Linked DNA regions of Mus musculus: regions 1, 3, 4, 5, 6 and 7 are each linked to region 2. Evidence: chromatin contacts called from public HiChIP or PLAC-seq and promoter capture Hi-C data. All regions are on one chromosome and are shown on one strand. The core of a region is the stretch at or near the end of the contact, and the rest is flanking DNA. Distances in the headings are between cores, read along the strand shown.

Region 1 (2,946 bases), core at 312-2,811, 690 kb after region 2:
TAAGGTGTTTTCCAAGTGACAAACATCCTGTGCTGGATTTTGTTCCCGAGGAGCAAGCTGCCATGTCTGTACCATTGTTGTCATACCCTGAAATTATAGTTTACAAACTTCTGAAATCTTAAGCAAACATGAAACGAGCATTCTTTTTTTTTTTTTTCACCTTTTAAGGAATTATGGTGGGTGATATTTATTGTTAAATATTCTAATCTCCCCACTTTTTTTTTTTTTTTTTTTGAGAATTGAAGGCTTATCACTGCATCTTATGTAGGCCAGGCTGGTATCAGACTTATTAAATAGCCAAGGCTATCTTCCTTGCCTCCACTCTTCTGCTTGGATTATAGATGTGTGCTATGATACCTGACATAGCATTTTTGTAGTAAGTTAAATATAAACTGTTGGTATACATTTACTGGACATCTTTATTAAATTGTGCTGTGTAGCATTGCCCAAAGTAATGACCTGCCCCTTAACAGGCTTAAGTTTAGCTATATCTCTGTTAAACTGCTCTGTAAAATGTTTTCACTCTTTCCAGGTAATACTAAGTTCCAATTAGTCTTTGCAAATTTAGTCATGTTGAGACATAAGAAGTCATGTAAACACAGCCTTCAAATTCTGCCATTCTTGAAGGGGTAACTAATTTTGTGTTCCGAGTGCAGGTTAGAGGTTGTGTTAAATAAGAGCAGGTGTTTTTAACTGAGCTCATTGACCTGTTTTTATTGTCTGATTATTTTTCCTACTTATAAGCCATGAAATATTTTAAATGAAAAGCAAAGAAACATTCCAGTTGGAAGGAAGATAGCCTTAATTTTTTTTCATATCTGGGAAATTAAGAATGTGTGCCTAAACATTTATAGGATTTTTATGTCCTTAAATATTGTGACTTCTTTGTTCCCTGTCTCATCTGACAGACTTTCTACTCCAGTAAACTCCGTATTATTTATGATAGAACTAACGAGCTCTGAAACACTTTTCAGAAAGGTTTGTTAATGTTCTGTGGCTTCTTTGAATGACCACTACTCTTTTTTTAAAAGGCGGGGTCTTAATAGCCAAGGTGAGCCTTGAACTTTTACCTCCCCATTCCTAGGATACCAAAGAAGGAAGAAACACCTTACCTAACTTAGTTTTAATGTAAAATTATTCAAAGGCTCCCTAAAGTGGCTCATGCCTATAATCTCACTGCATAGCGACTGTCGGAGCCCAGCCTGGGCCGCAGAGTGAGACTATGTCTCACAAAGACGAAGAGAATTAACAACAATACAATCCTAAAGGAGCAAACCAACAAAAACCCAAAAACCAGGGAGACAGCAAAGGAAACAACTAAGCTAGGTTTTAAACACAGGAAAAATAGCTGCTACTTGAATTGTATGTTTTTTCTATTGCTGTCATAAAATATCATGACCCAAAATAAATTTAAATAAGAAAGGGTTGACTTAGCTTACAGTTTCAGAGGATGAGTGTGCATAATGTTGGGGAATAGCCTCAGCATCAGAAAGTAAGGCAAGGCTAAACCCTGCAAGCCTACCAATATTTGTCCTCCAACAAGGCCCCATTTCCTAAAGGTCTCATGTTACACCAACCTCCTAAAGGGGACCAACTGGGGACCAAGTGTTCAAATGTGTGAGTCTGGAAGACATTACTCATCTAAACCACCTCATCCATGCTTAAGGTCTACATTTATAGTGTATAGAAAAATGTTAGGGAGAATACAACTTTTAAAAGAATAAATGTTGAATCAATCATAAAAATAGAAGGTTCACAGTAGTTTACAGTATAATCATGGTTATATTGTACAGTAATGTATAAGATATTTCAAAACCTAATTTTAGAATTTCACTAGATAAATATGTATGTTTCCAAGTAGTATAAAATTTACTTGATTCCTTAGGCAGTTTTTCTATTTTCTATCTTGATATTTCAAAAGACCTTAGAATCAGAGTTTCTCAAAAATCACACTAAATTTGTCCTGCTAAACTATTTGTATCTGTAATTGAATTTTACTATAAGAAATAAATAAAGAAAACACAGCACGGTAGTTATGCCTGTAATCCCAGCATTCTGGAAACTGAAGCAGGAACATTATGAGTAGGACACCAACATGAGTTCAATTCCCAGCAACCACATGGTGGCTCACAACCACCTGTATTGAGATCTGATGCTCTCTTCTGGTGTACTCATATAAATAAAAATAAATCTTTAAAAAAAAAAGAGAGATTATTGGTTAATTACTTTTTTAAAAGGTTGATTTATTTCAATTTTGACTTTTCTTACCTAACTGGTGTCTTTTGATTAGTAAAGAGAGCTGCCTCCAGGAGAATTGGTTTGCTGGTAGATATACAGAAACCATCTAACAAATTACTAGATTAAAACAATCTTTTCATAGTTAATTAATGGTGGTCAAAAAAGAAAGCTTTTGTTCTGATATTGAAAGATAAAGAAATGGTTTAACTTGATTTTTTTTAACAACTTGTTTGAAATTATTTCCTGTTCCATCCTGTTATTCAGCCAATAACTATAATTCATAAGTCTATTTCAGTAGGGTTTTTCTAGTTTTAAAAATTATTTACAGGGTGGTGATGGTGGTGCACACCTTTAACCCCAACACTTGGGAGGCAGAGGAGGATGGATCTCTGAGTTTTGAGGCTAGCCTAGATAGACTACAGAAAGAGTTCCAGGACAGCCAGGGCTTGCTACACAGAGAAACCATGTATGGGGGAAAAATGATGATTTAATGCTGTTAGAAGACAGTGTGTTAACTGAAGTAACTTAAAAGCACATCTACAAAAGGAAAGAAAACGTACCCATTTAATATAAAGTGTGTTTGTTGGGATCTTAAAACCTATCCCCAGCTGGCTGGGACCTCAAGTACTCATGCCTCAGTCTCTGAAGTGCTCGTCACCATAGGCAGGCCTCCCACACCCAGCTCTAGAGCGAGCATACTTCACAAGA
Region 2 (3,244 bases), core at 289-2,788:
CGGCATGTCAAACTAAACCTTTTACTTTTGTATGAAAATGCTATTGTGGTTGTGAAACCCAGAATATTTCTTCTTAGAAGAGTCAAATGATTTAAGCATTATTGTATCAGAAATTTATCCAAACAGCATGACAATGCAGACCCATTTTTTGTGTATATAAAATGTGTTCACAGTGACTGATGGAATAAGGGCAAGAAATGACATGTTTAAAGTTCCCTAGCAAGGATGCTAGGAATCGAAGCAGTAATAGCAGTCTGTCCTTTGGGGTTGAATTTGAAGTGTGTCTTCCCTTCTTTTTTAAAATTTGCTAATGCATGTCGAGAATTATTCAGCCCCACCCAGGCGCAAAAGAGCTATCAGGAATAAACTTTAAACTTTTGCTAGTTTTACACTTAAAACTAGCAAAAGGAAAACAATCAGTTACAACTGCAAACTACCCTGAGGAAATCAAGTATACATCGATAGTGTCCTGCAGTATTAGATAGCTATAGTCACTTTCTAAATGCATTATAGTTTGGTTTGCATATTCCTAGCGTATCTGTACTAATGCCTGGTCTTTCTTTTCTTTTTGCTAACACAATCTCAGACACAATCTATTTAGTTCTGGTCTATGAATATATCTCACAAAGACCTTCAAGAGTATTTAAACTGTCAGCCTATCTATTTACCATTGAATTCTGTATGACTTTGCAAGTTATCTCTTGAAATAATTTCAACCAGTTAAGAATTTCAGAATTGTAATTTTATGTTTTGATCTTATCCTGAGATTTCAAAAAGCCAGACATTTAGAACATTATATGCCGAAGGCTGACATAATTTAAAATGTAACTGAGTACACAAGGTAGTGGAGCCATTTATACTCAGTACTCACTATATATAATCAGTGTCTGTAACCGAGCTCTTTAGTCAAGACTGTCAGTGCTGTTGTACATAGTGGGCCACGACAGGCACATTGGGCAACCAGATTCTTCTGGGTTTAGCAACTGTCAAGGAATGAGCTCACGTGACCTGGAAGGCTGGGAGCCAAACTGGTCAGAGAGCTTTGCGGTATCAGTTCTGCTCGCTGCGCGGACTTTACCAAGATGGCCTCGAGGCCTCTGCGCCTCTGTCCTCCGGGGCAGCCATCTTGGTAAAGGCCAGGCAGGGGGTGGCTCCCGGTATGACCCGGCTGCAGCCTGGGACCGCATGGTCAGAGACGACCGCCACCAAAGATGGGGAGGCGGCGCGTGCTGAGGCGCTGCGTGCAGCTGTTGGTGTCCTCAGCGGAGCTGGGGTGGCCGGGCCGAGGGAGGAGAGACGCGGGAGGAGGGCGTAGAGCGGCTGGGCCCGCAGAGCCGAGGCCCTCAGGCGAGGAGACGCGACGCAGCGCGCGCCTGCCTGCGCTCCGCGCAAGGTGAGCCCGCCCCTTCGCTCCACCCTCGCAAGATGGCTCCGCCCCTCGAGCTTCCGCTCCGTCCAGCAGCCTCGCTTCATCCCGCCCTCTAACCAACTCCGCCCCCCGCCTTCCAGCGCCGCCCACCGGCATGGCCCCGCCCACATACAGCGCGCCGCCTTCCCGGGAACCTGAGCGCCTGCGGGTGAGCCTCCCTGCTGTTAGCCTGGATCTTCGCGGGAGGCGGTTCGGCGACCGCGGTTCCTTTTCGTTGGTTTGCTCCTTAGTCTCGATATCTGCGTGGAACAGCCTTTCTGGGGCTGTTCGGATACCTCGGTGAAGTGCAGCGGGTTTCGAGTAGGTTTCTAGCACCCAAGCCCTGCCTCCTCCTGGAGATGCACTTGTGAGTGGCAGGCTTCTTTTGAATTACCGCACCTCTGGAGTTGCGGAGCTTGCATCTCTGGATCCGCTTACGTGAAGAGCCACCGCGTTTTTAGGCGCCCAGAGGGAAGTAGCTGTATTTGGGATTTAAGATCTACCCTTCCTGCTGCAGACTCCCTGGTTACAGCTCCACGATAGGAATACAAGTGGGTGTATCTTCATTTGGTTGTATGTAAATGAATGGGGTCCACAACTTGCTCAGAGCAACTTATTTCAGCTTCGGTGTAGTATTTATGTCCTAAAAAAATCCATCCCCAAAGCATTATTGCCGTTTTTCTTAAAGTAAGAGTAACTTATTTAACCACAGAATGAATAAAAGTACGAGGCGGGATTAGAGAAGGATGGCAATAGACCTTTTTCTTTCTTTTCTTTTTCCTTTTCTTTCTTTTGTACTGTGTTTGCTCATTAGATCGGCTATTCTTGATGGCGGTTCATATGGACTCCTCTTCCCAAGGAGCGCGGTATGAACCCGGTTGTTGTGAATATGCGTTCAAGGTCTCCAGTGGAACCTGGATAATGTGTACTAACAGTCAGACCCAGAAAACATTAAGGGATTGAGAAAAGTCAACAACATAAAAAAAAAAAAGTCTGGGATTCTTGCTTTGCCCTTACTGTAGGCTGTTTATACGTTGTTATGCTGTGACTTGCATGGGTGGTTTTGGCTTAGCATGAAGTCAGAAAGCCACTTTTGCAACACACTTCTCTTAAATTAAGAAATAATTTTCATCTTTATTAACAGATGGACGTATAACAGTTCTGTTTTGTCACATTGGGTAGAAGTTAGTGGTAACAACATGATTTAGAAAGAAGTTACATAATCTTTAAAAGGGTGATTACTTGTATCTTACAACAGTCTAATTAAAAAAAATAGTTTGATTTTTGTTGTAAGGAAATGTTAGCTCTGTTAAAGATTTAGGGCAAAAATGTGCATTTAAAATCAGAATCTAAGAGGAATCGAGGGTTTGAAATGGGTGTAAGTCAATTGGAAATACAGTCATAATTTTCAAAGATTTTATTTTGTTAATATTTTTACAGGCTTCATCCCTTCACGAATTATATAGCAAGTGTCCAAGAGACAAACATCTCTAGTGTATTTATCATGTTTCCTTTTCCACCCACAATTCCAAACTCGATCAGACAGATTCTGATTCCAAAACTGATGATTTTTTATTTTTTATTTTTATTAGATATTTATTTACATTTCAAATGTTATCCCCTTTCCAGGTTTCCCCTCCAAAAACCCCCTATCTCCTCCCTCCTCCCCGTGCTCCCCAACCCACCCACTCCCGCTTCCTGGCCCTGACATTCCCCTACACTGGAGCATAGAACCTTCACAGGACCAAGAGTCTCTCTTCCCATTGATGACCAACTAGGCCATCCTCTGCTGCATATGTGGCTGGAGTCATGGGTCCCTCCATTTGATCTCTTTGG
Region 3 (3,148 bases), core at 221-2,720, 850 kb before region 2:
ACAGTGATACAAAACACCTGTGTGATACTGATACAAAAACAGACTCACAGATCAAAGTAAATGAATCAAAGACCCAGAAACAAACTCACATACCTATGAACACTTGATCTTTGAAAAAGAAGCCAAAATTATACAGTGAAAAAGAAAGAAAGAAAGAAAGAAAGAAAGAAAGAAAGAAAGAAAGAAAGAAAGAAAGAAAGCAAGCACCTTCAATAAATGGTGCTGGTCTAACTGGCAGTCTGTATGTAGAAGAATGAAAATAGATCCATATTTATCATCTTGCACAAACCTCAAGTCCAAGTGGATCAAGGATCTCAACATAAAACCGGATACATTGAGTCTAATAGAAGAGAAAGTGGGGAAGAGCCATGAACACGCTGGCATAGGGAAAATGTCCTGAATAGAACACCAGTGGCTCAGGCTCTAAGATCAAATATTGATAAATGGGACCTCATGAAACTGAAAAGCTTCTGTAAGGCAAAGGGCTCTATCAACAGGACCAAACAGCAGCCTACAGATTGGGAAAGGATTGTCACTAACTACTTATGGTAGAGGCTGTGGAGTAAGGGGAATACTTCTTCATTGCAGGTAGTAATTCAAACTTGTACAACCACTTTGGAACCAAAGTGTGTGTGTGTGTGTGTGGTAATTAGATTTCCTCCACAGGCAGTTGTATTGTTCAATAATACATAATGGGCCTCTTTCTAATATGGGTGCCGTGTTTTCCTTGTCTTTTTGCACTGTTTATGAAATCTATGTGTAGCAGACACTGCGTACATTATCTTTTATTCTTAAAAATACTCTACTATAGTCCTTATGTTCTATATAAGGAAGTTTATAAATAAACGGTTCAAAGATTCTCCCAACATCTCAAAATTCAGAAAAAGTTGAGTCAATGTTTCCAGACCAAATTTTTTTTTCAGGACCCAAAGCCCTCTCTTTGGACACGAATTTTCTTATTCCTATACATTCTTTCATTTCAAGGCTTTTCTTCTTCCAGGTGTCCTATAAATGTGCAAGGACAACGTTAATTTTACTGATTACCCTCACTAACACTCGAATACTTCCACATCTAGTTTCAAGCTTGCAAAGACAAACAAATGATTTTATTTAGTTAGTTCCACAGAGTTCCCATTGTCCACTTTCTTGCCAGAGGAAAACCAATTTTTTTTTAAAGAATACTCGTTTCTGTCGGTACTTTTATGTGTGCGGCTTTCTGGAGGGAACTGAAGACACAGAAGGTGGGCGGTGAGGTGCCCCCAGGTCGCCCTTCAGCTTGTGTAAGGGTTTCAGGCTGGAAAGCTCAGGCCAGAGTGGGAAGCGATAACCACTTACCAGTAACCGACCACTGAGCACCGCCGCCTGGAGACTAGAGCGGCCCACGTTGTCGCGCGGCTCCCTGACGTCACTCGACCGCGCTGGCTCCGCCCCCAGCCCAGGCTTCCGGCCGGAAAGCTTGCGGTTGTTCTACGTGAACCACGCCTGAGTGGCGCAGGGCTGACCGGAGGCCAACTGCTCTGCAGTATCAGGTGGTGCCCGCCAAAATGTCTCACTTGGAGAGCATGGTCCTCTGTCGAGAGGCCCAAGTGTCCACTTTGCAGTCCCTGTTTGGAGAGGTATTGTAGTCAGACTGCTTCCCAAATGCCAGAGGCGAATGCGTCCTGGATCCGTTCCGTTTGGGGGGAGTACTGTGTGGATTGCGAGGCGGTAGGCTATCCCCCTTATGTTAAGATGGAGGTGCGGTATGACTGCCCCACACTTACCCAAAGAAACTTCTCAGTCTATTTTAAAGGAGACTGCAGAGGAAGAGCTGGCCTGCTCTACAGGACGTCGGCTAGGAAGTGCTCCTTTTACTTGGACCACACTTTGGAGATTATGTGAGCCCCAAATAGCTACTGCAAGTTGCTGCAGAACAGGGTTTGGGTAGGAAGTCTGTTTGCAGAGTGTTTACTAAACGCCAGTTCGCCCGTTGTAGTGAGGTATAGATTGGGTCAAATACAGAGAGGTGATTGGCTTCAAGGCCAATTAGGGTAACGCTGTGGTTTAGCCTTTAAAATCCTTCAGCTTTTCTAGAATTATAAAAGCCAGGAGAAGTCTCGCTTGGGTTTCTCTCCCTGCCGACCAGATGAGATGATTTAGAGGGGAGAGGTTAGCCTCTGAAGTGAACACAGGCTGAAGTAACATTCATTTCTCTCAGTTGCCTTGCATTGTGCTCATTAATTAGAATTGATTGCACTTGGATCTTATCTGGGAGATGAGCAAATACAAATAGCCATTTAGTCTTCCTTTAGAAATGTACTTTCATCCAGCAGAGTGTCGGATCCAGTGCGTCTGTGGTGGCAGATGAAATAGTCATGGAAAAGTACTTCCCTCCATCTAAAAGGCGTCATGTTAGCAATTCTAGAGGTCAGCTGCATCTGTAGTTCCTAGTTATAATGCTTTCAGTTATAGTTACCTATATTATTGAAATGTATAATTGTTTATGCTCTGTACATTCCTTCATTGGACTTGATAAACCCAGATTATTCTAACCAAAAGTACTCCTCTTTTTTTGAGGAATACTTTATTAGCAAAATAAGATAGGTAGGGCTGATTTAGCAGTGGGTCCCAGAAAAGGCTTCACCTTTGCTCTTATTTAATACTACATCTAACAAAAACAATATTTTTCTTCAAGGAAGTTTGCATGTGGGAAATACAAAGAACCACTATAGCAAATAGCTACAGAAGAAAAAAGAGCTAGCTATGCTCGTAGAAGACTAATTTATATGTTTAGCAAGTGTGTATTTTCTGAGCACTGGCTCTGTGTGTGGCACTGTGCCAGATTCAGTCTTGTGGCACATGTTGGGGAAAAGTTAAGTGACAGTGGAGTCAGAGTTCATTTCAACTCTAGGTGACAATGTGAACGTTGTTTAAAAGGGGAGCATGCTGGTTAGTTTTGCCCTCGTGGGAAGAGAGAACATAACTGAAAACAAATATGCCTCCAACAGATAGTCAGTAGGCAAGTCTGTAGGACATTTTCTTGATTAATGATTGATGTGGGAGGGCCCAGCCCACTGGGAATGGTACAACTCCAGGGAAGAAAGCAAGCTGAGTAAGTCATTAAGACACCTTCCTCCGTGGCCTCTGCTTCAGTTTCTGCTTCTAGGTT
Region 4 (3,264 bases), core at 312-2,811, 680 kb after region 2:
TTTATTCTTAAGTGCATATGTAGGAATATCATTGCAGACCTACAGAAGTTTATATTTAACCTTTTTGGTTTTATGCGGCAGCAAGTTGCTGTGTAGCCGAGGCTGGATTCTGAATTCTTACTCCTCCTGCCTCAGCCTGTAACAGTGAACCTTTAGGCATGTACCACAACACCTAGCTTCTGTTTAGCTTTTTAAGAAAATTGAGATAAATGTATTTCAAAGTCACTATCCTGTTTTCTATTTCCAACATTAGTATGTAAGCACCAGTTGCCCACATTCCTACCAGCACTCGTAAGTTTTGGATTTTTGCTTGAGACTGTGTCTGCTTGGTATTAAGCTGCTAGCTACAAGCATCCTTCCTTCCTCAGCCTCCTGAGCAGCTGAGTTAGAGGTGTGAGCCATTGTACTTAGTTAGCTGCAGGACTTTCCTTTTCTGAGTGTGTACACCTGTTCACACGTGCTTGTGGAGGCCTGAGGTCAATGCTGGCAGTTTTCCTCAGTTGCTCTTCAGATTGAAGCAAAGTCTTAATGAAGTTCAGAGCTCACTGTTAAGGCTAGTCCCACTGTCTAGCTGCTCATATGTACTCAGCAAGCACTCAGCTGCTTCAACCACGAGACATCGTCCCAGGTCCAGACTTCTGGTGATAGTTTTTCTAGTGCTTCTTGATGTGTTTCTAATTTGATGTGTTTTTCATGTGCTGTTAGCTAATTCTTTGGTGAAAAGTCTTCCAGTTTTTTAAAGAAAACTTTATTTTAATCTTAGTGTGTTATAAGAATTCTTTTTTAGAACCAGTAAATCTAAGAGGTCCTATTGTTAGAAAAAAATAATGAAAGATAAAATATTTGTTATTTTCAGTTCTGTCCAAATGAAATTATAGATAAAGTTTATTACTGTGGATTTCCAGTGGAAGCAAAAACAATAAACCATTTGCAATCCTGAAAAAAAAAAAAAAAAAAGAATTCTTTTTGTTGTTCCTGCTTGGGTTTGAAATAGAGATCTCATACTTGCCTTAGCCTCAAACCTTCCTAGTGCTGGGATTACAAGTGTGGATTAATGTCCAACAAGAGTTCTTAATACATCCTGAATCCTAGAAACTATTCCCAGAATTAAATTTCTCTATTAGATAAAAGGTTACTTACCTATGTTTGTTTGTTTGTAAGGGCTAAAAGTGAGAAAGGCTTTGGAGTTGGTGAAATGGAAATAGTCTGCCTATTTTGTTGTTAAATAGGAAGATTATATTACTTCACATTGTGTATGGTTAAACTTTTTCATCTTAAGAAACTTTTAAGAGTAAGGAAGAAATTCCCACCTTGCACGTAGGCAGCCTAACATGTAGGCTAAGGATCTTAACTATCATTTTGGAACCAGTTGTTGTACTCTACCTTAGAGGTACTTTGACTAGAGAGTGGTATGCCGTATGGATAACAGTTATTAACTGGGACCCCTTATTACTGGCGAACATAGTAAGAGGAAGCATTTACAGTTAGTCAGCATTATCCTGACTGAATATTCTAGCCTCATGTATCAGAAGCAGCATTTTTGGAACATCTATTTTCTTTTCTAAATGGTACTTTAAAAAGGGAAGCCACATAATGTGAATGAAATCAGTGTCAGAGCACTAGCAAACATGTAACCATTTTAGTGCCTGAAAAATTTTTAGAGATAGTTTACATAGAGATTATTCTTATGTCTGTCTTATATCTCTTCCTACAAATTTCCAAAATAAAGATTTTATCCCCCAAAAATAAGAAAAAAGAACTTTAGTGCTTTATATAATATTTGAACCAATGAAAAATAAGTTACTCATTGTAGTTGGCCTTGTAATAGTTTAGTTTATGCATAGCTGTTTCCATTTCTAGTTTTTCTTTTTGTATGTTAATTGGCTTTCTGATTCATTGTGGATTAAAAGGCCATAATGTGATAGTCATAGTTACAGTGTACATATTCTGATCCTTTCTAAACCAAAGGTAGTAATTATTAGGCAGCTCTAATACCTTACCAACCAGATGTCTGAGGTTTCTTTAAATTACAAGTAATAAGATGTGTATGTACCTCAGGAACCACCCTGTCTTCAACCATGAAGCTGTACATTAAGAACAAATATAATTCTGTAGTATTCTTTTTTTCTTTATGTATGTGAGCATGTACATACATGTTTGTGCCTGTGTCGGTTTATGTGCACCACATGTGTGCAGGTTCTCTGGGGAGGCCAGAGTTCATCAGATCCCTTGAAGCTGGAGTTACAAGTGGTTGTGAGCCATCTGGCAGGGGCATTGAGAATCACTGTGATCCTCTGCAATGCAGCAATGGCCTATAACTACCCAGCCGTCTCGCCAGTCTTTAGTCTTATGGTATTAGTCCCCCAAAATATATAGTTTCCTCCTGGTCAAAAGTCATAAATTAGGAAAACTTGTAATTTGAAGAGACAAAGAAGAAGGAATAACTAAATCTATGTGTAATCTTAGAAAACATCAAGAAAATTGTTACTTAATAGTTTTATAACTGAATTTTCTGGGTTTGATAATTATGCTGTATTTATATAGGATTTTAGTCTTAAGACAGAAAAGGGGGCTATTCCTATAACCCCAGCACTTAGGAGGCTAAGTACAAAGAATCATGAGTTTGGAGGCAGAGACAGGCAGATTTCTGAATTCGAGGCCAGCCTGGTCTACAAAGTGAGTTCCAGGACAGCCAAGACTATACAGAGAAACCCTGTCTCGAAAAACCAAAAAAAAAAAAAAAAAAAAAAAAAAAAAGAACATAAGAATCATGAGTTCGAAACTAGTCCAGACTGTATAGCAAGGTCCTGGTTGAAATATTCCTACCCAACACAAATTTGTAGCTATTATTAGAAATCTCAGTAGCAGTTAGCTATAACTCTACATTATTTTTGCAATTTCTATCTAAATCTAAAGTCATTTCTAAATATTTATTATAGTTTTTTGGGTTTGTAAGATTTTGGTCTTTTGTTGTTGTCTTGAAATAGGGTCTCTCTAGAACTTAGTATGTAGACCAGGCTGGCCTTAACATAGATAGAGGCTTACAAGATGACTCCATGAGCTAACTTACTTGCTGCCAAGCCTGACGACCTGAGTTGTTTCCAGAGTCCACGTGGTGGAAGGAGAGAAGCAGATGCTGCAGTCCATTCTCTGATACAGCCCATGTGGCACGCATGTTCAATACTGTCCCATGCCCTCATATACACATAAGTAAACAAACATAGTTTGAGTAAGGATTTACGTAACTCATTAATGCACAGCAAA
Region 5 (3,065 bases), core at 290-2,789, 770 kb after region 2:
AGTTTTTGTTGTTTGTTTTGTGTGCATGCATGGGGAGGCCAGATGTCCTTCTGGGTGTCATGCTTTGGGAGCCACCATATTTTATTGTTTTTGCTAGTGTGAGTGCAGGCATGCACATGCTGTGGTTTCTGTGTGGAGATAAGGGACAGCTTCGGTGGGCGTGGTTCTCACTTTGTACCTTCATGTGAGGTCAGTGTGGTCAGGTGCCTTACACGTAAGCCATCTTGGTGGCCCTTACTTTTTTTTTAAACTGTTTTTTTATTTTTATGGGACAGATTTTCTCACTGGATCCTAAGGCTTGCCAATTTTTTTAGAATGGCTGGCAATCAAGCTCCAGGCTTTTCTAGATTGCTGTGTTGTTAAAGTTATGTAGCATGTGGCATTTTACACTGTATTCTTTCAGTTAGTAATGCTCATGTACATTTTCCTATGTCTTTGCATGGCTTGATAGCTCCTGTCTCTTTTTGGTGCTGAAGAATATCGAATTGTTTGGATGCACCAGAGTTTACATTCATCCACTGAAGAATATCTTGGTTGCTTCCTTCTGTTTTTGGATAATTATGAATGAACCTGGTATAACTACTTATTTATGTGTTGTTGTGTGAAAGTAAGGTTTTAGCTCTTGGATTATATCTGCAAACAGTCTTCCTACGTAGTGTCTTGCATTCCCACTAGCAACGAATGAGAATTCCTGTTCCTGGTGTTTACTGGTATTTAATGGTGCTGACAATGTTCTGGGGTTTGGCCAATTTTATAGTCATGTGGTGACATGCTGTGTTTTGTAGTTTTGGTGACAGACGATGTGACACACACCTTTGCATGCGTGCTTATTTGTCTTCTGCACAGTTTTTATGGGGAAGTCTTTGACCCATTTTAAAGTCTGGCATTTTTGTTGAATTGTAAGAGGAGTCTACATTGAATAGTAGAGGTTGATCAGATCTATCTCTCTTCTGTGGTTTGCCTTTCTGTTCTCTTGATAGTGGCTGTTAAAGAATGTTAATGAGTCTAGACTATCAGTTCTTTTCCTTGGCACACTATGCCTTTATGCAGTATCTCCCTGCCCCCTACAAGGACATACACCATGTAGGTCTCCTAGGCTGCCTTCTAGGAGTCTCAGGAGTTCCTCTTTTGTTTTGAATGTGACTATCCAGGTGTAGTGCTGTCTGTTGAAAAGATTCTTTTGTCTCCATTGTGAAAACTGAGCTGCCTGTAAGGTGGGCTTGTTTCTGAACACCCAGTTTTATTCTCCTGATTTTTGGTTGTTGTTATTGACAGTAACTGTCTTGATACCTTTTTACACTTTCTAAATTGCACTTATGGGAAGTGTGACTTTCCAAACTCTGTGCTGTTCTACAGTAGAATAATTCTTGCTGTCATTATAAGGGTTATGATGAGAGACAAGTGAGAAAGTTTATTCTAAGCTTTAGGTTAGACTGTGAAGGATAAAACTACGTTTTTTGAGTCATGTTCTCACTATGTAGCTCTGGCTGTCTTGGAATTCACCATGTAGGCCAGGCTGGCCTCAAACTCAGAGATCTGCCAGCATTCGCCTTTCATATGCTGGGATTAAAGACATGAGTCATTACCTACAACCGGCTATTCTTGGTCATGAAAATAAATAAATCAAAACTGATAAAGAACCAGTCCTCTCAGGAACAATGTGTTAAAGAAACCAGCAGTGCCAAGATCCTGTTTCCATTATAAGCCCTTACTTATGAAGGGATGGAGACATGACAACATGGAAAATTGACAGCTGAGAGTAGGTATCTGAAAGTTTGTTAGTTACCAAGCTTGCAGTGCCTAACCTTGAACTTCTGTCTTTTGAGCAAGTAACAACATCACGTTATCGCAACTTTTCATGTTACAGAATTGCATGTAATTTAAAGGAGGCGGTTAGGATTGAGTTTCAGATTTCAGTGCTGGTGAGACAGCAGAGCCGGTCAAGGCACTTGTTGCATAAGCTTGATGGCCTGAATTTAATCTCTGGAATTCCTGTAAAAGTTCAAGGAGTGGACTGACTCTATAAAGTTGTCTTCTGACCTCCAATGCATGCTGTGGCATGTACCCCACTCCCGATCTCTCGCTCTCTTAACCCCCGCCCCCTACACACACAGATAGACAGAGACAGACAAAGAAGAGAGACAAGAGAAAGGAAAATAGTTCAGTAATTTAAAAACAACTTGAAGTGATGTTATATATGTATTGGGCTAAATAAAATGTGTTACTAAAAGTAATTTCACCGCTACTTGTTATTCTTTTAATGTGACTGCTGAAAAACGCAAATTTGCAGATGACATTATGTTTCTGTTGGTAAGTTCGAGCTGAGATCATCATCTAGTTATCATATGATTATAGCCTGGATTAGGGTGATGCTTACTAAAGTAAGAAGTTTTTAAGGGATTCTACAGTATCCATATACATTGCAAAGATTCCATTTTACTAGGTTGTGTGCTTCTGTTATAGCTTTGTAGCAATAGCAACAACAACCAGCTTTTGAAGGGAAGGGCAGTATTACTTTGTTTTTATTTTGTATATATTTACCCTTGGCTAGAGTCATAGGAAACTGAGTGAGTAAACAAGAACAATAAGGTAGTATGCATTTCATAAAGCCATTTGGAGTTTTAGGATATAAATCAATGGGTTTGTTTGTTTGTTTGTTTGTTTTTTGATTTCCTTTCTTTTGTTTTTTGTTTTTTTTAAAGATTTACTTACTTATTATATGTAAGTATACTGTAGCTGTCTTCAGACACTCCAGAAGAGGGTGTCAGATCTTTTTACATTTGGCTGTGAGCCACCATGAGGTTGCTGGCAATTGAACTCAGAACCTCTGGAAGAGCAGTCAGTGCTCTTAACCACTGAGCCATCTCTTCAGCCCATGTTGTGTTTGTTTGTTTGTTTCAACACGGGGTTTCTCTGTGTAGCTCTGGCCATCTTGGAACTCACTGTAGATCAGACTGGCCTTAAACCCTTAAACACAGATTCACCTGCCTCTGCCTCTTGAGTGCTGGAATTAAAGGCGTGTGCCACCACTGACTGGCTCCATCAATGAGTTCTTACTACCCATA
Region 6 (3,020 bases), core at 280-2,779, 530 kb after region 2:
CTTATAGAAGCCAGCTTCCCAGGGGTGAGGCCCTCCACAATAGCCTGAGCCCTCCCACATCAATCATTAACAAGAAAATGCCTCCATAGAAGTCCTACAGGGTAATAGGATGGAAGCATTTTGTCATTTGAGGTCCCCTCTTCCCAGATGACACCAGCTTGTGTCAAGTTGACAAAACTAACCAACCAGCACAGTAACATTTGTATACATGCCCACCCCCTGTTACCCTCTCTTGTCCCCTCAGAGACACCACTTCCCCCTCTCTTCCCAATCAATGGCCCACTTCTTCCAATGATTCTCTTCACAGTCGCTACCCTGTTTTGCCTTAACTGTCAGATTGACACAGCCCACAGTCATCTGATAGGAAAACATCACTGGAGGAGTTGCTTAGATCAGACTGGCCTGAAGGCATGTCTTCAGAAGATTATCTTGATTATTAGTAGGTGTAGGAGGGGCCAGCCTGCTGTGGTGGTACCATCCTTAGACAAGTGGTAAGACAGACAGCTGAGCATGAGTCTGAGGGTGAACCAGAATGAAACAACCACTTCTGACCTGAAGAAATATTTGCTGACCTAAGTGATTTTGTTTTTGTTTTTGTTTTTTTTGCCATGAACCAGAAAAATCCTAGCATGTGTATGGTGAAGGGTAGAGCTGCTCACCGAGTAGTCCTTCTTTAGCTCATTCCTTTCCACTATAACCCTCAACACAAATGAGTTCAAAGGAAATGGGCCATTTCAAGCCTTCATTTTTGGCTGAATATCCATCCTGCAAACTCTCTTCTTAGACATATGCACCAAGGTACCAAGTCACAGAGCACAGAGACACTCAACGAAATTGAATATAGCAATAATACAGCAATGCATCTTCATTAATAAACTGATAGAATTAGCCAAGGTTTGCAGGACTATTCCGACAACTATGAGTTTTCTTGTAATTTTACTTCTCTGTGCTCTAGGGACTTTATAGGATCCTGAAATGTGTTTCTGGAACATTCCTCTGAGGCAAATAAGAAGCAGGTGTAATTATGTCTTCTTCACACATGGACAGGCAAACAGAAAGGAACGCACTGAAGCACACGAGGCAAAGGCCAAATGGTTCCAATGTGACCTATGCTCCTACCAGCCCACTTTCCTTTATCTGCACTGTGGGAACCTTGGAAGGCATTGTTCTGTCATTTTCTGAGGACATCTGAAGCAAAGAAATGATAAAGCTAATGCTTATGGGCAGCAGCAGTCCAAGCCTGTGGAGAGAAAATGTGATTTCTACAGATAATGTGATCATGTCTCCTCAAAGCTAAAGTCTCTCCCCCTCTGATGAGCCCAAGCCATACAATTTGATAGAGAAGCAAGCAGAGAATTGACTCTAAACTAATAGATGTGATAATGGCTGCAAAGCTCTGAAAGCACTCGGCATTTCCGGAGGACTATGCAACTGGGAATTTTTCCAAATTGTAATAGTTTTCAGTGGAACAGGCTTACAAAATGTGCTGCCGCTGGCCAGACGCCATATTGCTGACACTATAGAACAAAGCCAGACCCAAAGAAGAAGAAAAGCACAGCCCAAAGCCTGCACTGTTCACCCTCTTTGCTACTGTGCCTTGGTTTTAGACGAGATTTATTCTTCAAGATCTGGGCCCTTAAGGAATTCTTAATTTTAATAACCAGGGCTGGGGAAATGGCTCTGTGGGTAAGTGGTTGCTGAACAAGTGTGAGGAGCAGGGAGAGCCTCAGCACCCGAGTAAATGTTGTGTGGGTGTGGCAGCCCACTTGGCATCTCACTGTGTGAGACACGCAGGATCTCCGGAGCAGTTTGCTACAGAATAGCTGAGATGACTAGTCCTCTGAGTTCAGTGTAAGACTTTGCCTTGTATAAAGTTGTAGAGAGATAGAGATACCTGATTTTGGCCTCCAGCCTGTACACAAACACACATCTATACACATACCCACTATATGCATACACACACACACACACACATATACACCTGTATGCATGAGAGCGTGTACACACACACACACACACACACATATACAGATACATGCACATGCATACCACACACATACAAACACACATTTTAAAATAATTTTAATACCCTCACCTTCAAGCCACAGACCCTAAAACAAGTTCATAGTCAGTCTTGGCCATTTTTTGACCTCCAGCTTCCATAAGTCCCAGTTTGCTCTGTGTGGAGGGCCCACAGCAAAAATCTATCTTCTCTTCCTGCCTCTCTACCACTCTCTCCAAACACCTCCCATGTAAAAACCCTGAGACTGAAGGAAAGAAAAGGTAGCTGGCGTCCTCCAGTAACAAAGGTTCAGGGTCTTCCTTTTCTATACGTTTTGTCCTTTGCCAGGTAGCGTACATATTGAAATGTGGAACTCAGCGGACAACATCCGCACTAGTGGCCTGTCCACCAATAGACTATTTTTCATGAGGTTACAACTTCTTGGCTCTTTATATCAGTAGGTTCTAGAATCCACAAATTTAACCATTTTTAGATTTTAAATAGTTTTAGACTATTTACCAAATATATACAGAGGTCTCCCTAGAAAGCTTAAGGCCTCATAGTAAGACATTGACCCAAAACTAAATAAATAATCCACCCCCAAATCAAAAAAAACAAAAACCCAGATGATTTTTGTTTTGTGGTCTATGCCTATAATCCAAGCACTTGAGAGGAAGAAACAAGTGAAGATCTCTGTGAAGATCAAGATTAGCCTGGTCTACATCCAGTTCCAGGACAGCCAAGGCTCCAATAGTGACACCCTATCACACACACACAGAGGGTGGGGCAAAGACACCAACCAATGTGTCCTAGTTCTGTCAGAATTCCCTATAGAACATAAAACATCAGCGCATCAGGTACACTGCATTTGCATCATATCAAGTCTTATGAGTCCATTATGAACAAATGTTTGCAGATTTCACAAAAGAAAGGAGCATCATCAGAGTCGATGTCTGCGGGGTTCTGGAAAATGTGGAGGTAGAGATGGAAACAACACTAGAGCAAACTTCTATCACCC
Region 7 (3,098 bases), core at 523-3,022, 650 kb after region 2:
AATATTTATTTTATGTACTCATATACATAAAATAGATCATATGGAAAAAATATGCCCTACAAAACACTAGGGCAAATGAGACCCAGCCTGTTACCCATGAGACTGCCAATAGTTGGTATAAAGCACACACGTATACTGTTTGCTAATCACTAACTGGTTTTTACATTCTTGGCTATATCAAAAGTGTAGGTGATCACTGTGGCCCATGTCTATGCTCCCAGCACTTGTGAGGCTGAGGCAGGAAGACAGCCATGCCAGCCTGGGTTACTGAGTGAGACCCTGGCTGAGAGAACCCAAAATATAGAGACATAAATAAAAGTTAAAGCATTTCTGCCATTTACCTATTTGTCCCCATCGAGCCTGAATCTTTTGCTTACATTCAGTGAAATTTAGCCTGTGTAGTGGGTTAAATTACTACAGACACTCCTTTCAAAAGTTTATTTTAGTATGGAAAGCATCTCTTGAAATGCTTTGAGAGAAGTGAGTTGGTACATATCAGATGCATTATTTCCTGTATTTTATTTTAAAGTGTAACTGTATATTGCTACTCACATGTGTTGTCTTCGATTTTCTTTTTAATTAAATTTCACAGTGCGGCCAAATATCGGTTTAGGAAATGTTTCCTGCATTGATATTTCCTATCTTAAGCATATTTCCTGGCAGCCTGTTCTGTGAAAACATGTTTTTTGTTTGTGGGTGTAGGTGACCAAAGTCAGTCCATGGATCAAATCCCTCAGTTGTGCAACTGTGTACTACTACAAACTCTCGTCCTTTCGAGAAAAAGTAAAAGTTAGAGTCAAAGTAAAAGAACCTGCGTTTTAGTTCTGACTCCACATGAACATGTTGGGGGGGTGAACTTTGGACAAATCATTTCTATTTATGAAAGGACAGATTGCATCAGCACGCTCTCTGTCTGCTAAGAGTCACAAATTCTATTCTACGAAAGAATGTCACCCATTCAACTCTGAAACCGTGAGAATTTAAAGATAGGAAGCAATATTGTCTTCCTCTTGGCAAAAAAAGGTGCAATGAGAAAGATGCATTACGAATTAAGAGCTTTCCCTCACTGGGATTAGAAAGATTGCGAAGAGTAAACCCTTTCACTCTGGAAACTATTGGCTTCTCCTAGCCAAAGTGCCAAAGCCTTGGGAGACCCTCACCAAGGCATTCGTAAAGCGAAGGTGAAGGCTCTACTACAGTTCCCAGCATACCTCTGTCCCACCCTGCTCCGGGCACTCCTGCAGGCGGGTCTTGTAGTCCCAGCCCGCGGCCGGCAGTAGCGCTGAAGCACTTTTGGAATCAGCTTTCCCTCCCCGCCAAACCCGGAGGCCGCAAGCCCCATCTGAAGTTTACTGTCTGACCCACTGGGCTTGGCCGGGCTTCCAGACGTAGGACGTCCACCAGAAGCCAGCCTCACCGCAGCGAGCGGCGAGCGCCCTAGGAGAGGGCCACGCCCCGGAAGCGGCTTCCAGCCACTCAGAGCGGGCGGGGGCGGGCCCGGGCGGGCGTGCGGGGGCGGCTGGGTCTTCGCTCTGGGGCGGGGCCGCCGTACGAGCCCGCGCGTCTGGGTGGCGGCGGGGGCGCGCCCGTGGGGAGAGGCGGCTGCGGCTGCTGGTGGGGGGTGGGGGGGGAGGCAGAACCGGGAAGGGGGCAGGGCGAACTGAGAGCCGTGTTCCTGAGGCGGCGGCGTCTCGGACTGAGGAGGGCGGGGAAGGAGGATGGGGCAGGCTGGGGGTTGGGGCCGGCGCTAGCCCGCGGCTCGCCTCGTAGTAGGGGAAAGCGACGCTGCTCTTTAAGTTGCGCGGGGAGCCCGGCCGGTGCCGCCGCAGCCGCAGCCGCCTGGCGCGGCGGGGAGGGAGGGCGGGCCGGAGCGAGCTGGGGAAGACGGAGCGGGCGCTGCGGCGCGCGGGCGGGCGGCGGGGGGGACGCGGGAGGATGGAGCAAGTGGAGATCCTGAGGAGGTTCATCCAGAGGGTCCAGGCCATGAAGAGTCCGGATCACAATGGGGAGGACAACTTCGCCCGGGACTTCATGGTGAGTGTCCGTTCTCGCCGGCGCCTCGTGTCGCCAGCCGCCGAGCTCCCCTCGCCTCTCCCGGTCGGTCGGGGCTGCCAGCGCTTTGTGTGCGGTGCGAGGACAGGCGCGGGGCGCGCGCCCAGCCGCGAGCGCCGTCGGCGAGCTTGCGGGAGGCGAGGTCACCCCCGCCCCTCAGCCTCTCTTTTCCGCGGCCGCTACCTGCGCTCCCCGGCCCAGCCCGCTCCGGCCCCGCCGCCCGCGACTACCTATTGTCTCCCCGGCCGGGCGGCGGCGGCTGGAGTGCGGGCTCGCCTTCCCACGCCTGCCTTCCCCGCCTGCCCCTCCGGGGAGGGTCGAGGCGAGCTGTCTGGCTGCGGCCAGCGGAGCGGCTCGAGGCTGCCGGAGAGCGAGGGTGTAGAGCATTAACTCGCTGGGTCCCTGTACGGATGCCGGCCTTGGTCCGAGTGGACGGCAGGACGACTCCGTGTCTGGGTTCACAGTTATTAGCTCAGCGCTTGCCAGAGGCTTGACCATAAGGAATCTCATGGTTTACCTGATCTCCATTTATCTGGTCAGGTTTCTTTTCGTCCTGAGACCCAGGTTTGAGGTGGCTGTGAGGCCAGTGTGACTTTAGATCGAAAAGGGAGGGGGATATCAGTGTGGATGGGGGTTATCCTGAAGGAAGCTCACTCCGGACTTGAGGGGATATTGCCGAAGCCGGAGGGGATGTGACTATCACTTCCTATCCGGGGTGGGGGTGGGGAAGCTGGGAACAATAGTCATGGTAGGGTGGAGGCGACTATATGGGCTGAAGCCCTGGGAGATAACCTTCCCGTCCCCCCTTTTCCGCCACCCCCCTTTCCGCCCTCTGCTTGTGTAGGCAGGCTTGAGTGAGTGGAGGTGGGGGTTAAAAGTCTAGTATGTGAAATTTCTCTAGGTGCATAATTGGAGAGAGGGTATCAATTCCGAAGGCGTGGGACCAGAAGCTGACTTCCTACATTACCCCCTCCTCGCTCCTTTTATTTTTCTGTTGGACAATGTTCCCTCTAGGGTTGTTTCCCGGCTTTGGAGGCGGTGGTTGC

The links. Promoter capture Hi-C pulls out the DNA fragments that hold promoters and counts their contacts. HiChIP or PLAC-seq counts read pairs in DNA pulled down with a chosen protein or histone mark. Capture Hi-C pulls out chosen DNA fragments and counts their contacts.
Region 1: a promoter capture Hi-C map of the HPC-7 cell line shows a contact between it and region 2. The contact joins the enhancer-like site here to the promoter of Napepld in region 2. A contact is called at or near these places in 2 of 39 promoter capture datasets (the HPC-7 cell line and hippocampal neurons), 1 of 115 datasets of contacts at active chromatin or transcription factors (astrocytes) and 2 of 9 other capture datasets (embryonic stem cells and liver).
Region 3: a FOXA1 HiChIP or PLAC-seq map of pancreatic cancer cells shows a contact between it and region 2. The contact joins the promoter of Orc5 here to the promoter of Napepld in region 2. A contact is called at or near these places in 9 of 39 promoter capture datasets (cranial neural crest, erythroid cells, frontonasal cranial neural crest and 5 more), 1 of 484 Hi-C or Micro-C datasets (B cells), 4 of 115 datasets of contacts at active chromatin or transcription factors (astrocytes, memory CD8 T cells, pancreatic cancer cells and 1 more) and 2 of 9 other capture datasets (embryonic stem cells and liver).
Region 4: a contact with region 2 is called in an H3K4me3 HiChIP or PLAC-seq map of bone marrow-derived macrophages, with 2.8 times the contacts expected there. The contact joins the enhancer-like site here to the promoter of Napepld in region 2. A contact is called at or near these places in 2 of 39 promoter capture datasets (hippocampal neurons and liver), 2 of 115 datasets of contacts at active chromatin or transcription factors (astrocytes and bone marrow-derived macrophages) and 2 of 9 other capture datasets (embryonic stem cells and liver).
Region 5: an H3K4me3 HiChIP or PLAC-seq map of pro-B cells shows a contact between it and region 2, with 3 times the contacts expected there. The contact joins the enhancer-like site here to the promoter of Napepld in region 2. A contact is called at or near these places in 4 of 39 promoter capture datasets (the 3T3-L1 cell line, liver and pre-B cells) and 2 of 115 datasets of contacts at active chromatin or transcription factors (large pre-B cells and pro-B cells).
Region 6: a contact with region 2 is called in a promoter capture Hi-C map of liver, with 2.3 times the contacts expected there. The contact joins the enhancer-like site here to the promoter of Napepld in region 2. A contact is called at or near these places in 4 of 39 promoter capture datasets (the C10 cell line, the HPC-7 cell line, cranial neural crest and 1 more), 1 of 115 datasets of contacts at active chromatin or transcription factors (pancreatic cancer cells) and 1 of 9 other capture datasets (liver).
Region 7: a promoter capture Hi-C map of liver shows a contact between it and region 2. The contact joins the promoter of Ptpn12 here to the promoter of Napepld in region 2. A contact is called at or near these places in 6 of 39 promoter capture datasets (the C10 cell line, cranial neural crest, embryonic stem cells and 2 more), 4 of 484 Hi-C or Micro-C datasets (CD4 T cells, cardiomyocytes, embryonic stem cells and 1 more), 6 of 115 datasets of contacts at active chromatin or transcription factors (astrocytes, embryonic stem cells, extraembryonic endoderm stem cells and 3 more) and 2 of 9 other capture datasets (liver and macrophages).

The regions. Positions count from the first base shown.
Region 1 is chr5:21,005,931-21,008,876 of GRCm38.p6, reverse strand. The region is part of intron 8 of Ptpn12 (protein tyrosine phosphatase, non-receptor type 12); the gene reads left to right. Among named protein-coding and RNA genes, the nearest start is that of Ptpn12, 49 kb to the left of the region's middle. Within about 2 kb of position 1,561, at least 1 of the 459 cell types and tissues checked has an H3K27ac peak or open chromatin away from gene starts, as enhancers often do. A contact at or near this core is called in the HPC-7 cell line, where this site is marked.
Region 2 is chr5:21,699,690-21,702,933 of GRCm38.p6, reverse strand. Napepld (N-acyl phosphatidylethanolamine phospholipase D) reads left to right here and starts at 1,538. Exons shown (of 5, transcript NM_178728.6): 1 at 1,538-1,729.
Region 3 is chr5:22,548,660-22,551,807 of GRCm38.p6, reverse strand. Orc5 (origin recognition complex, subunit 5) reads left to right here and starts at 1,470. Exons shown (of 14, transcript NM_011959.3): 1 at 1,470-1,616. The coding sequence starts at 1,545. It overlaps 6030443J06Rik (RIKEN cDNA 6030443J06 gene), which reads right to left and starts at 1,395. Exons shown (of 3, transcript NR_102315.1): 1 at 1,336-1,395.
Region 4 is chr5:21,022,993-21,026,256 of GRCm38.p6, reverse strand. All of the region lies in intron 2 of Ptpn12 (protein tyrosine phosphatase, non-receptor type 12), which reads left to right. Among named protein-coding and RNA genes, the nearest start is that of Ptpn12, 31 kb to the left of the region's middle. Within about 2 kb of position 1,561, at least 5 of the 459 cell types and tissues checked have an H3K27ac peak or open chromatin away from gene starts, as enhancers often do. A contact at or near this core is called in bone marrow-derived macrophages, where this site is marked.
Region 5 is chr5:20,928,600-20,931,664 of GRCm38.p6, reverse strand. The region is part of intron 1 of Rsbn1l (round spermatid basic protein 1-like); the gene reads left to right. Among named protein-coding and RNA genes, the nearest start is that of A630072M18Rik, 21 kb to the left of the region's middle. Within about 2 kb of position 1,539, at least 73 of the 459 cell types and tissues checked have an H3K27ac peak or open chromatin away from gene starts, as enhancers often do.
Region 6 is chr5:21,167,625-21,170,644 of GRCm38.p6, reverse strand. No RefSeq gene overlaps it. Among named protein-coding and RNA genes, the nearest start is that of Gsap, 17 kb to the left of the region's middle. Within about 2 kb of position 1,529, at least 51 of the 459 cell types and tissues checked have an H3K27ac peak or open chromatin away from gene starts, as enhancers often do. A contact at or near this core is called in liver, where this site is marked.
Region 7 is chr5:21,054,585-21,057,682 of GRCm38.p6, reverse strand. It overlaps Ptpn12 (protein tyrosine phosphatase, non-receptor type 12), which reads left to right and starts at 1,772. Exons shown (of 18, transcript NM_011203.3): 1 at 1,772-2,034. The coding sequence starts at 1,936. It overlaps Gm42221 (a long non-coding RNA gene), which reads right to left and starts at 1,616. Exons shown (of 4, transcript XR_880864.3): 1 at 1,212-1,616.